Regions from separate parts of the Sus scrofa genome. Here regions 1 and 3 are each linked to region 2. Evidence: chromatin contacts called from public targeted proximity ligation data. All regions are on one chromosome and are shown on one strand. The core of a region is the stretch at or near the end of the contact, and the rest is flanking DNA. Distances in the headings are between cores, read along the strand shown.

What was found.
Region 1: a contact with region 2 is called in a targeted proximity ligation map of skeletal muscle. A contact is called at or near these places in 5 of 47 Hi-C or Micro-C datasets (embryonic fibroblasts, fibroblasts, heart right ventricle and 2 more) and 2 of 2 datasets of targeted methods (alveolar macrophages and skeletal muscle).
Region 3: a targeted proximity ligation map of skeletal muscle shows a contact between it and region 2, with 7 times the contacts expected there. A contact is called at or near these places in 7 of 47 Hi-C or Micro-C datasets (brain, embryonic fibroblasts, epiblast stem cells and 3 more) and 2 of 2 datasets of targeted methods (alveolar macrophages and skeletal muscle).

What each region holds. Positions count from the first base shown.
Region 1 is chr5:89,384,357-89,388,450 of Sscrofa11.1, reverse strand. All of the region lies in intron 2 of CRADD (death domain-containing protein CRADD), which reads left to right. Among named protein-coding and RNA genes, the nearest start is that of CRADD, 94 kb to the left of the region's middle.
Region 2 is chr5:89,582,447-89,586,414 of Sscrofa11.1, reverse strand. SOCS2 (suppressor of cytokine signaling 2) reads left to right here and starts at 1,946. Exons shown (of 2, transcript NM_001097461.1): 1 at 1,946-2,183; 2 at 3,858-3,968. The coding sequence starts at 2,045.
Region 3 is chr5:89,426,384-89,430,327 of Sscrofa11.1, reverse strand. The region is part of intron 2 of CRADD (death domain-containing protein CRADD); the gene reads left to right. Among named protein-coding and RNA genes, the nearest start is that of CRADD, 52 kb to the left of the region's middle.

The DNA of each region.
Region 1 (4,094 bases), core at 1,126-3,625, 200 kb after region 2:
TCATCATCTGATTATTTCCTAGAGCATGTTATGGGTATTCTGATTATTTGGTCTTAGTGGGAGCTTTAATCTACTACTCTTCACAAGCTAACTGAGTCAGGTCCAAAGCCATACAGTAGTACCTTCTTATCCGTAGTGTTACTTTCTATAGTTTCATTTACCTGCAGTTAACTGTGGTCCAAAAATTGTAAATAGAAAGTTCCAGAAATAAACAATTCGTAAGTTATGAATCTCATGCATTCCTGCTGTGTCCCCCCCGGACATAGCCACTGACCCAGTAGCACAGTGCTTGTGTCCAGGTGGCCCTTATTTTCCTTAATAATGGATCCCAAGCTCAAGAATGACGATGCTGGCAGTTCCGATATGCCCAAGAAATGCCATAAAGAGCTTTCTTTAAGTGAAAAGGTGAACGTTCTTGACTTAATAAGGAAAGAAAAAAAATTTCTATGCTGAAGTTGCTAAGAGCTACAGCAAGAACGAAACTTCTACCTGTGAAATTATGAAGAAGGAAAAAGAAATTTATGCTACTTTTGCTGTTGCACCTCAAACCGCAAACGTTATGGCCACAGTGTGTGCTCAGTGTCGAGTGATAAGATGGAGAAGGCATTAAATTTGTGAGTGGAAGTCATGAACAGAAAATGCGTTCAATTGACGGCAGTGCGTTAGGCCAGAAAGCAGTGAGTCTATCTGAAGACTTCAGCAAGGGGGCCCCTGAAACGAGTGACACCAAGTCATTTATTGCACGTAGGGGATGGTTACACAGATTCAGGAATCGGTTTAGACTGAAAAATATAAAGATTCCTAGAGAACCGTGTCTGTCCATGACGAGGGCGCTGCCACATTTCCAGCAGAGTTTAGGACGTTAAGGAGAGAGACCATGTTCATCTAAGTTTTATTACACAGTAACTCGTTATAATCATTCTAGTATTAGTTACTGTTGTTAATCTCTTACTGTGCCTGATTTATATATTAAACTTCGTCGTAGGTGTGGGTATGTATGTGTTGGGAAAAACATAGTATATGCATATTCTGTACGATTCATGGTTTCAGGTGGCCACTGGGGGGTCTTGGAACACCTGCTCTGCAGATAAGGGGGGACCACTGCACTCAATTACTTCAGAGCCAGCTTCTGGCCTCCCTTTCTTTGCCTATGGTTTCTAGAAAGGTCTACTTTCCACACAGGTGTATCATTTTTTATTTAAGTGGACTCATTAAATATATGCATTTTCTGTAACCTGCTTTACTATGTGGGATAGCTTTTCCTGTTACTACATAGTTCTCCCTTATTTTTTAAATCAGAATAGTTGTCCCTGTGTTGCTTCTTCAGGATTCTTATTGGACAATCTTTAAGTTTTTTTCCTTAATCCCTTGCTGTTTATTACACACTCTGCTGCACAGAATATCCTCGTAGCCATCTGCAGATTTGAAGAGGTGTTATTGGCAGGGTACCTGCAATGGAGTTTCTAGGTTGAAGACCAGGTGTTAAAAGTGTGGTAGACATTGATGAACTGTCCTCCAGGAATGCTGTGCTTATTTGCATTGTATCCACAGTGTATGCAAATTCCTTTTTCTGAGTATTTTTCTTTTTAAAGAGCATCCTGGACTTAGGGCCAGAGAAGAAGAGGCATGGAGGAGAGAGCCTGCTAAAAATAAGTGGTGGCCAAGAGAAATGAAAACATGTGTTCACACAAACCCTTGGACATAGCAGCGCTATTCATAACAGCCCCAAATGGAAACAGCCCAAATGATCATTGACTGCTGCCTGAATTAACAAAATGTGGTATATGTGTGCAAGGGAATATTATTCAGCAGTACAAGGAATGAGGTACCAATACACGCTATAATGTGGATCCGCCTTGAAAGCATCAGGCTAAACGAAAGAAGCCTGTCACAAACGGTGCGCACAGTTTTGTGAAGTGTCCAGACTAAGCACATCCACAGAGACAGAGAGTACAGTCGTGCTTGCTCACGTCTGGGAGGGTGAGTGGGTGGGGGAGGGGCAAGTGGCAGCTGCTAGGCACAGGGTGATGAAGACGTTCTAAAACTAGATGGTGGTGATGGTTACACCCGTCCGTGAGTGTGCTGAAAACCATTGACTGGCACGTACGCGTCAGTGGGTGAATTTCATGGTGTGAGAATTATGCATCAGGAAAGCTGCTGAAAGAAATGAGTGGCGGCAGAATGCATGGAATGGGATGGGAAGGGTGAGGCTGTGGCCATTACGGGGGGCCTGTGGGGCAGACAGGAAGACGCTGTTACAGCAGTGGGGCAGGGAATTTGGATGGGGAAAGCCTTCCTGTGGGTGACGCTGAGCTGAGTGTTCCGTGGCTGATGAGAGCCAGCTGCAGAGGTGGTTGGTAGTTCCTCACCCCTTAGCAGATGGAGACAGAGGCGGTTTCTGCAAGCCCCAGGCAGGGTGGGCATGGGGGTGAGGACACTGAAGTACTGACTCCTTGTCCTCATTCCGGGCTTGGAATACGCAGAAATACTGTCCTCCTGGAAGGCAGTGATGGTTTCCTTTGCTGACGGAGCAATCCCTGCTGTGCTCCAGCATTTGGAAAAGGAAGGTCAGAGAGGAAGCTGAGCTCAGCTGCTGAGTCAAGGAGAAAGGGAGGAAGACCTAAGGTCACAAAGGACAATGAGCACGAGCAAGTCGTTGGTGATCAAGTCAGCAGTTAAGCTTGTTCTGCGCCGTGGAAGGGACTGTGCTTTTGGAATGTGTGTGCTAAGATATCATGCTAAGAATGTTGAAAAGGAAGTTATGATTTTAAGTGGCCTCTGAGCTGTGCTGATTGATAAAATTTCCCTCTAGGAAAAGGGGATTAATTTTGCAATGAACATGGAAACGTAAAGGAAAATTAGCACACCTTTCTGTGGAAGCCCAGGTTTCCTTGTGAGTGTAGCGTTTCGAGCCTGCTCTCTGTGTGTCCTCGTTCTCCGTTATCGGGGTTCTCTGGCACAGATGAGCTCAAAATCCGAAACCTTCTTAGTTTCTTTTAGGTCCAAGGTTTTTGGCTTCAAAATGAATGGAGGTAGGTCTCCAGGCTTCTGTTTTGAAGGTGAATCATTTTTAGGCGGCTACGACGGCTTACCAACCCGGAAGGCCTAGGACCGCACATGTGTGGATCGTATTGACCTAATGGCAAAATCTTTTTATATCAGGCACAGGTCTTTTTCTTTGTCACTGTATTTGATTCACTACCCTGCCTATGCCTTATTCTCCAAGAAAGTCATAGAAATTTACATGGTAGATGTTAAACTGTTAGTCTCCATGTGCTTGGTCAGGATGCAAACAGGCATCTCATCCTTTTTTTTTGGCTTTTTTTTTGCTATTTCTTTGGGCCGCTCCCTCGGCATATGGAGGTTCCCAGGCTAGGGGTTGAATCGGAGCTGGAGCCACCAGCCTACGCCAGAGCCACAGCAACGCAGGATCCAAGCCGCGTCTGCGACCTACACCACAGCTCACGGCAACGCCGGATCCTTAACCCACTGAGCAAGGGCGGGGACCGAACCCGCAACCTCATGGTTCCTAGTCGGATTCGTTAACCACTGCGCCACGACGGGAACTCCATTTTTAAACCTTTCTAAGAAATAACTTTCCCTCTGACTTTTATTTGACTTGCTAAAGCACCCTGAGCTTTGAGAGAAAACTCAGTCAGTGATTCAGAGCGTGAGGGAGAGGAAGGGAGCGATGCTGGCACATGCGCACCACTTGAATAACAACTGGTGGATATTTTTATATTTATTGCTATTCTTAGTGTAAGGCCTGTCATTACCTAGGGAGTATCTGAGCTCAGTTACACTTATCAGACTTAGAGGTTTTAGTTTGAAGATGTCAATATGTGGGCCTTTGGGAAAACGTTGTGTGCTTAGCTGGTGGTTGAAATGCAGACCTTCCCCATTGGAATTGCTGCTCATTCAATAAATGTAGGCTAAACTTTTAACAGATTAAACTGCACAACAGTTAAAATTGCTCTTTATTTCTGGCTATCAACCAACCCCTAACTACTACCCATAGCCACTCAGGGCTTTTGTTTGGTTTTAGCATGTTTTGCTTTTTGATTCATTTCTCTTAAATGTTATTTTCAAGGTAA
Region 2 (3,968 bases), core at 697-3,196:
CCCATGAAGCCTGCGCAATAGCGCCAGAGCCTCTTTAAAGCAGTAGCGGGGGCCGTGATCACGTGAGGTGGATTCCTGGAAAGTTCCTGGAAAGCGGCCTCCGCAGCCGCCGGGCGGGGCGCGCGGGGAGCGCGGACCCGGGAGGGAGGGGGGGAGGCGAGGGAGGCGCGTCGGTCTGGGAAGTAGCGCGCACACACTGCTCTGGGGACAGACGTTTAACTCTTGTCTAGTCTCGCCGCCGCCACGGCGGCTCGCGGGCCTTGGGCTTCGCTGGAAGCATGAGCCTTCTTGCCCGCCGCCACTGGCGCTGCGCGAGCCGCGGACAGTGCGTGCCGGGGCCCCGGGCGCACAGCCTAGGATCCCTCTCTCCGGCAGCTGGGGCGCCGAAGGAGCTTGGGCCGGGGCAGGCAGCAGGTATCGGTCTGGGGCGCACGAAGGCTCCGCCCCTAGGAGGGTTGGGGAGGGCATCGGGGCGCGGCTGCAAGCGCCCGGCAGCCTTGGCTTCCGCAGTTGGGAGCAGCTAGGGGGAGAGTCCTAGCTGCGGCTTTGCCCGGAGGCTGGGAGCTACTGCCTGCTTTCTCCGGTTCTTTCCTGGCGTCTGGAAGTCTCCAGAGGTTCCCCCCCCAACCTCCCGTAAACTGCCATCCAAATTAATAATCCTAATAACCTGATCTCCTGCTCCTCCCCACCCTCTCGCTCCCTCCCCGACTCCTTCCTCCCTCCCTCCTTTCCATCTCCTGGGTTGCGCCGGGGGGAAACCCAGCAGCTGCCCCGGGTCGGGGGTGTCCGAGCCTGGAGGGGGTGTTGGACCCTGGAGGGTCGAGGCGATGGTCCCCAGGGCTTATGTTTGCCCTCTGCGCCGAGAACTCCGGCCGCCCCCGCCGCCGAGCGCATGGCTCGTTACATCCCTAGGCATCTCGTTCCCAAATTAAAAGTCTACAGGGGAAACTCGGGCAGATACCCCTCCTCCCGGGCCCCTCCCGGCTCCCCCGCCCCAGGCCGGCTGGGGAGGCAGCCTGGTGCGGAGGCGGCGGCGGCGGCTGCCGAGGCGGAGGTAAGGGCTTGGCGTTTGTTGTCTAGCACGTCCTTCAGCGCTGGCTGCCGCCTGCTCTGCCGCGGCTCAGGTCGCGGCTCTGAGCCCCCGAGAGGGCTGCGCGCTCGGGCGGATTCCTCGACAGCGCCCGCGGCGGCAACGCAGCAGCAGCCGCATGGCCTTTGGAGCTGCAGCCACGGCGCCCCCCACCCCGACCCTAAGTGGGCGCCGGGAAGCTGGGGGAGGGGAGCGAGGCAGCCTCGGCCGCCGAGTCGCGGCGGCTCCCGCACCTCCGTGTCCCGGGCTGCCGGCTCTGCTCCAGGAGCCCCGCGGCGTCGTAGGGCGGGGAACTAGATTTGTGCTCGGCGCTTCCCCTTGGGGCTCCCCGCGGTGCAGAGTGTGAGATGGGAGCGCCAATTTGGGAACCTCTCCGGTTCTTTTAAATGTTTTCTACTTGTCCTTGACTAGGGCCTTGGCCTATTTACCACCGTAGCCGCAGGTGATTCTTTGCTCTTATAAATCTGCTAGTCTGCGAATTCAGCGAGCAGCCCTAGGCGGGAAAACACCCGGTCCCCACCCTCATCCTGTCCTCCCCCCCACCCCCCCAACTCTTGCGTCTCGAATCTTTGCTCTCTCTTTATCCTTTTTCTAGAACGGGCCAGGACAGTAACTGGTTGGGGTTAAATGGTGCAGGAGCACAGGCGCGGAGGAGTCCCCGGGATTTTCCACGTCCCTCCACCTACGCCCCAGCCGCAGGGGTCCGGTTCCGACTGACCCAACCCTCCACTTTCTCTTTGCAGGCAAACTGTGGGTGACCGCGCCTGCTGGGGACTTCACCATCCGTGCACTGGGACCCGGGGAAGAAGAACCAGAAGCTCCCCATCCCCTCCACCATTGCGGGGACTCCTCAGGGATTCGTTTTGGGGTTCTCACTGACTTCTAAGGACGCGTTGCCCCTCTCCGACCCCAGCTCAGGCGGCCACCTGTCTTTGCCACGGTGACCCTTCTCTCATGACCCTGCGGTGCCTCGAGCCCTCCGGGAATGGCGCGGAAGGGACGCAGAGCCAGTGGGGGACCTCGGGGTCGGCGGAGGAGCCGTCCCCAGAGGCGGCGCGACTGGCGAAAGCCCTGCGGGAGCTTAGTCACACAGGTAGGGATCGGATCGGCCGCGACGCGTGCGGGAAGGGGGTGCCTCCGCAAAGACACAGCGGATGGGGCTGTGCTGGCGAGGCTGGGAAGTGGGGCCGACTGGAGAAGCAGTAGATTGCCGTCCCCGCCCCTGGGCAGGGGCTCACGGGGAGGATGCCCACACGGCACTGAGTCCTTAGGAATGCGAAAAAAAAAGCGTGTTTCTCCAGGGACTCGAGAGGGCAAAGCGCGAGAAGGGCTCTTTGGAAATCGCCTCTTAGGGGCTAGAACCTCGGCTGTTTTTCCGCGGCTCTTTGGGGGGTCGGCACTAGGGCTCGGACCCTAGCCGGAGAAAGTGCCCGGCGCCTTTCCTGTGCACCGGGTGCGCGGGCGGCGAGTGGGCGCTGCGCTGCCCGAAGCTTCAGCTGCATCCGGCTCCCGGGCCCGGCAGCCGCTGCAGCCTGGAATCTTGGCCGCCAAGTTCAGGGACCGACAGATTGCCGCGCAGGCGGCTGCGGCAGAGCCGGAAAGGAGGAGGGTTGCGAAGCCTTCGACCAGAGTGGGCTTGCTTGTTTTAAGTGTAGTGGCTTTGAGCGGCTCCCTGTTGTCTCTCGGCATCTGAAAGAAGAAAAGATTGGAAAAAAAAAAAATCTGGCAAGCTAGCTCACTTTAAAATCTGGATCCTCAAAGCTTACGTTTGGGGCACAGTTGCAGTTTTGCTCTCGGGAGGAGAGGGAAAGTTTCCTTCACTTGAGGTTCCGGTCTTTCCGCGCAGGCCACGGGCTTTCCCTTCGCGGGAGGAACCAGCAAATTGCAGGTTTCCGAGCCTTTTTTTTTTTTTTTTTTTTTTGGGCGGCGGGGGTGGGGGGTGGAGGGGACGCGTGTTGGTCAGACTTTTAAAGTGCAGGCTGTCGCTAAGTCCATTTTAAGAACCTGATGGGCCCCGGGAGCTGAGCAGGCAGATCGAATCGAGAATGTTGGGGAGACCGACGGTTGTGATTGGGTTTGGATTAGGGCAAAGTCCAGGAGAGTTTATGCAAGACTGGAAACTTGAAGAAGTAATTATCAATTGTGCTTTCTCTCAATTTCTCAATGGCCGATAAGGTAGTTGTGGTCAAAGCAGCAAACAGAAGCTATGATACTTGAACTGCCCTTTGAAAACAAGTAAATAGAAGCACTTCCCAGACCTTTGGAAAGGGAGATGGACGCAGCCATTAACAGGTTTGGGGAGGGTGAGGATGGCCACGGACATCCAAAAAGTTGGTTTTTATTCTGTCAGAATTACTGGAGCTGGAAGGGCATGGCTTTAATTTCTAACATCTGACATTTAATTTACTTTAAATCTTGACTTGATTTCACTTGGTGGAGAAGCATCATGCCTGGTCAGCCAGTGTGTCATTTTGCAAACACTCTTTGTTGTTGTCGTTGTTGTTAGGAGGAAATCTTAGAGTTCGAAGAACAGTTACAGAAAGGTACTTTTTGAAAAAGAAAAGTGTCTCGCAGTTGGTTCCGCAAGCAAAATGGACCTACGTTTGCATTCAGTTTCTACAGAAAGTATTGATGGTAGCCTCTGGTAACCTTTCACTCACGCATTTCTTTCCAGAAGAATTGTTTCCAAGTACTTGCCCTCTTTTAGAAATTCTCTATATTAACTGTTTTACCTTCTTTTCTTTTTCTTTTCGAACAAAACCCCCAGGTTGGTACTGGGGAAGTATGACTGTTAATGAAGCCAAAGAGAAATTAAAAGAGGCACCCGAAGGAACTTTCTTGATTAGAGATAGTTCGCACTCAGACTACCTACTAACAA
Region 3 (3,944 bases), core at 1,413-3,912, 160 kb after region 2:
CTTCTTCCTTACCAGTCCCCTTCTTTAATTATAATAGGGCTTTCCTTACAATATTTGTATCATTTCTTTTGAAGCATCTAACTTTAAAGAAGTTTACTGATTTTTTTATAGCATAAAATACAAACGTTTTTATTTTAGGATACAAATCATAAACTTTGCTGGGGGAGTTTGGACAAAGATGCAAAAATATATGGAAAGAAAAGTACACTTAACTAATACTCTGCACATTTTTACAGCAGAGCATATGATATTTGGATTTAGAGTTTTAACTAGTATTAACCTCATTTGTTTAGTGATGATTTTTAAAATAGGAAAAAAAAAAAAAATCTGCTGAAGCAGACCAGGCACTTACTAGATATTGAACCTGGAGGAGCTGAAGTTAGTGAAGCAGGATAACTCGAATAACTTTTTATCGGCATCTAAATATTTCTCCTTTTCTTTACCATTTCAGTTAAGTGTGAAGAAATCCCAGGAATGACATAGTCGTTAGCTATGTGAAAGGAATTCCGAGGATTAATTTTAAGTTATTCACACTTTTCTATGGCATGAATACTGCTTTTTATTTTCCAAAAAATAATTTGGAGGGGATTTAAAATTTGTTAATCTTTCCTAATGCTGTAGTTTGCCACAAGTTTTATTTTTAATAATGAAAAATTTTTAAGGAAGCTGAGTCAATTCAATTTTGTTCGTAGTCATTTTTGTTATTGTGACTAAAAGTATGTGGAATATATTTCTGTGAAAACCATATTCTTGACATCATTACCTGCCTAGAAAATATAGAAGTCATATTTCATCATTCATAATCATTTTGAAATACCCTGGTCATTTTTTTTAAGGCCAGCATTGACTAATAGTATTGTGCACCTCGTTATTTATTCATAGTAGTTAGAAGTGATTCTATTTGTGATAAAAAAGTATGTGCATTTGATAATTTTGTCATATAAAACACTTAATACCTGTGCAAAGCTGTTTGACTTTCGGTTTTAAAACAGCTCCCTAGTTTGGTGAGTCCTGAAAAGATTCCGGCTTTCTCCGTGGCCTACCAGCCAAATAATTTTTGTAGCATTTTCCTTTGCTTTCTTATAAACATTTAAGAATTTTACTTGCTTTTCGGTAAGCTCAACCGTTAGCCTCGAGAGCACCGAAGTTGCTCTGAACTTGCCCTCTAGTTTTTCATGTATCAGGGAGGAATGATAGATTTTGTGTATCCCCAGTGAGTTGTTGAAACAGAAATACTCAGGGCTGCTCTTCTCTTGGAGTTGTTCTACTTACTTGCCCTATTACAGATGAAATGATTCTGTGTGACTGAGTTGCTTTAAAATGAATTTTGCTGCTTTCATGCTTAGGCAAAGATATTTAATTTTATTTTTGTTCAGGATATCATGTAATATACTTCCTCCCCATCTTATGTTCCCAAATTTGGGATAAGCATAGAATCCTTTTAGGACTGCAGGTTGCTGTCTAGTTTACTAGAAAGCACGATGCGTGTAGAATAGTGGTTAATGATGTATGGAGTCTCACCTTAAAGGTTAGCAGGAGAAAAAGTTAAAGTATCAAGGCAGTCCTGCTGTATAGCACTGGAAACTACATCTAGTCACTTACGATGGAGCGTGATAATGTGAGAAAAAAGAATGTACACATGTATGTGTAACTGGGTCCCCTTGCTGTACAGTAGAAAATTGACAGAACGCTGTAAACCAGCTCTGATGGAAAAAATAAAAATCATTATGAAAAAAAATATATATCAAGGAAGGTGCTACTACAGTAAAAACCTTACTTCCTTTGTAAAATCTTGATATCTCACAGGAAGCCTTGGATCTTTTTCTCAGCCACCAAGACTTTAAATATGAAAGTAAAGATGCCATGTAAGTGTAATACATTATGTTCTTCAGACCAACTCTTCTCAAAGTGTGTGGCTATTAATCCTGGCTCGAATATAAATTATATGAGATTAATTTGCAGAGAGGGTCGAATATAAATTATATAAGATTAATTTGCATGGGGTTTTAGAATGACGAGGCGAATACAATATTCCTCATGTCTTTCTCCTTCTGGTTTTGACTCTTTGGAAATGCTGTTAGTTTTATTTTTTGTGTATTCTCATAGCTGGGATCAAAGCAAACAGGCTTAACAGATAAAACAGATCATTTTCTCCCTTATGAAATAAGGGGGCCGGACCGTGCTCCTTCTAGTCAGTTTCCGGAGACTTGAATCTCCACTTCTGAACTCTTAGCACTCCTTGCAAAGCTCTACCTTTCTACTCCACACGCCCTGCTTTTTGTTATCTGATTTGCGAGTCAATGTTATGGAAAGTCTCTATTGTCATGCAGACAGCCTCAGCGTCAGGTCCTAGCCGAGGTCCACCACCCAAACACACTATTCAAACCGCCTCGGAAAGAAAAATCTTTTTGAAAGATGGCAAACTTGGCTTTCGTGTTCCCCTAAAACGAAGTTCTCGGGCAGCATCTGGCTGCGCAGAGTAATCCAATCTATTTTAATGCAAAGATTTTCCAAGAAGGCAGGAAGCAGTCAAGGGGAAGGCTTTCAGGCATCTGCTGTTTCGTTTCCAGATCTCTTGTGTTAATTTAATGTTTCTAGGGAACCAGGCTCTTTCTTTTTTCTCAGAATCCCTCCTCTAGGAACTGGTGAGGGCGGTGGCGCTGCGCGAACAGCAGATAAGCTGCGAGCTTGGCTGGGGCGCTCGGCGGTCCTGTGCAGCCTGGTCACCCCGCCACCCCGACGGCGCCCCGAGGGCGATCCGGGGGTGACTGGGCAGTTTTCCTCGGTTTCCTCCATCTGACGCAAAGGCGGCACCCGTAGTGACGGAGGGACCCTTGAAAGCCGTGTTTATTTCCATGTGTCCAATTTGGCCCCAGTGAAAGGTAAATATGAAGCGACCGCTCTTCCTCACTCCACCAAAACCAGGGACACGCACCCCATCTCAAGGCAACAGACCAAACCAAACCAAACATGAACCTGAGTGACATGTGAATCTTGCATAAACACTGGCGTTTGTGTTCGGAAAAGAGCATACCGGGAACATTGGCATTCCTTGCAATAGGCTGCTGCCCATCTTCGGTAAATTAGCAATCACAGGGTGCCGGGAAATGTCCTGCCCTTGTGAGATGAGCGGGTGCCGCAGATTTTGTTCTGAAGGAGCAAACGGTAATAGTGGAGTCAGGTGCGTGTGCGACGCCAGAACGTTAATGCGTTGTGTTCCAGGGCCCTTATCTCGGGACAGATGGGCCGGGACTCTCTCTCCCACTTCAGAACCAGAGGGATGCAACTCAGCTTCCCTTTGGGAGAGGAATTCTGCACCATCCAAACCAAAAGGCTGCCGTTTAAAATAGTTTCGTTTTTGTATATTCGTATTGTTATTCCTGTGTAGAAGCCTAGAATGCTAATAATTTCCGTCGCTGTGAGACCTGCCCTGTGTACCTCATGGTAAATTTAATGGGTTCACCGTAGAACAATAGTGGCTTAGCTAGTGCTCTGATGATGCCGATATTCTTACAGCAGCCAACATAACTCTGTTACTACGTTCATGGAATCACAGAATTGGAGTTGGAATAGAGTGTGGAGGTCATTCAGGCCAATTTTGAAAATGGAATTGTAAGAATTCTTTTATAACATTTTTGACTGCTTTTCGAGGTAGTCCATTACATTGCTGGAGAACTCTATTAAAATGTTACTCCTTTTATTAAATTCAGTTCTCTCCTTGGTTCTCATTCTCCCTGAATAATGAAAGCCTAAAATGATTATTTTTTCATATGTTTTAGTGAGTGTGATACATACTTGAAGACCATGATAAGAGATTAGATTCTTAGTAATGATAACCACATTTTGGGCTCCAGTTCTTGCTTTATGCCTTGCAAATCATGTTTTGAACTGCTTAGGAGCAATGGCAGAATTTCCCATATTAAGTGGTCTTTGAGATGAAGCAA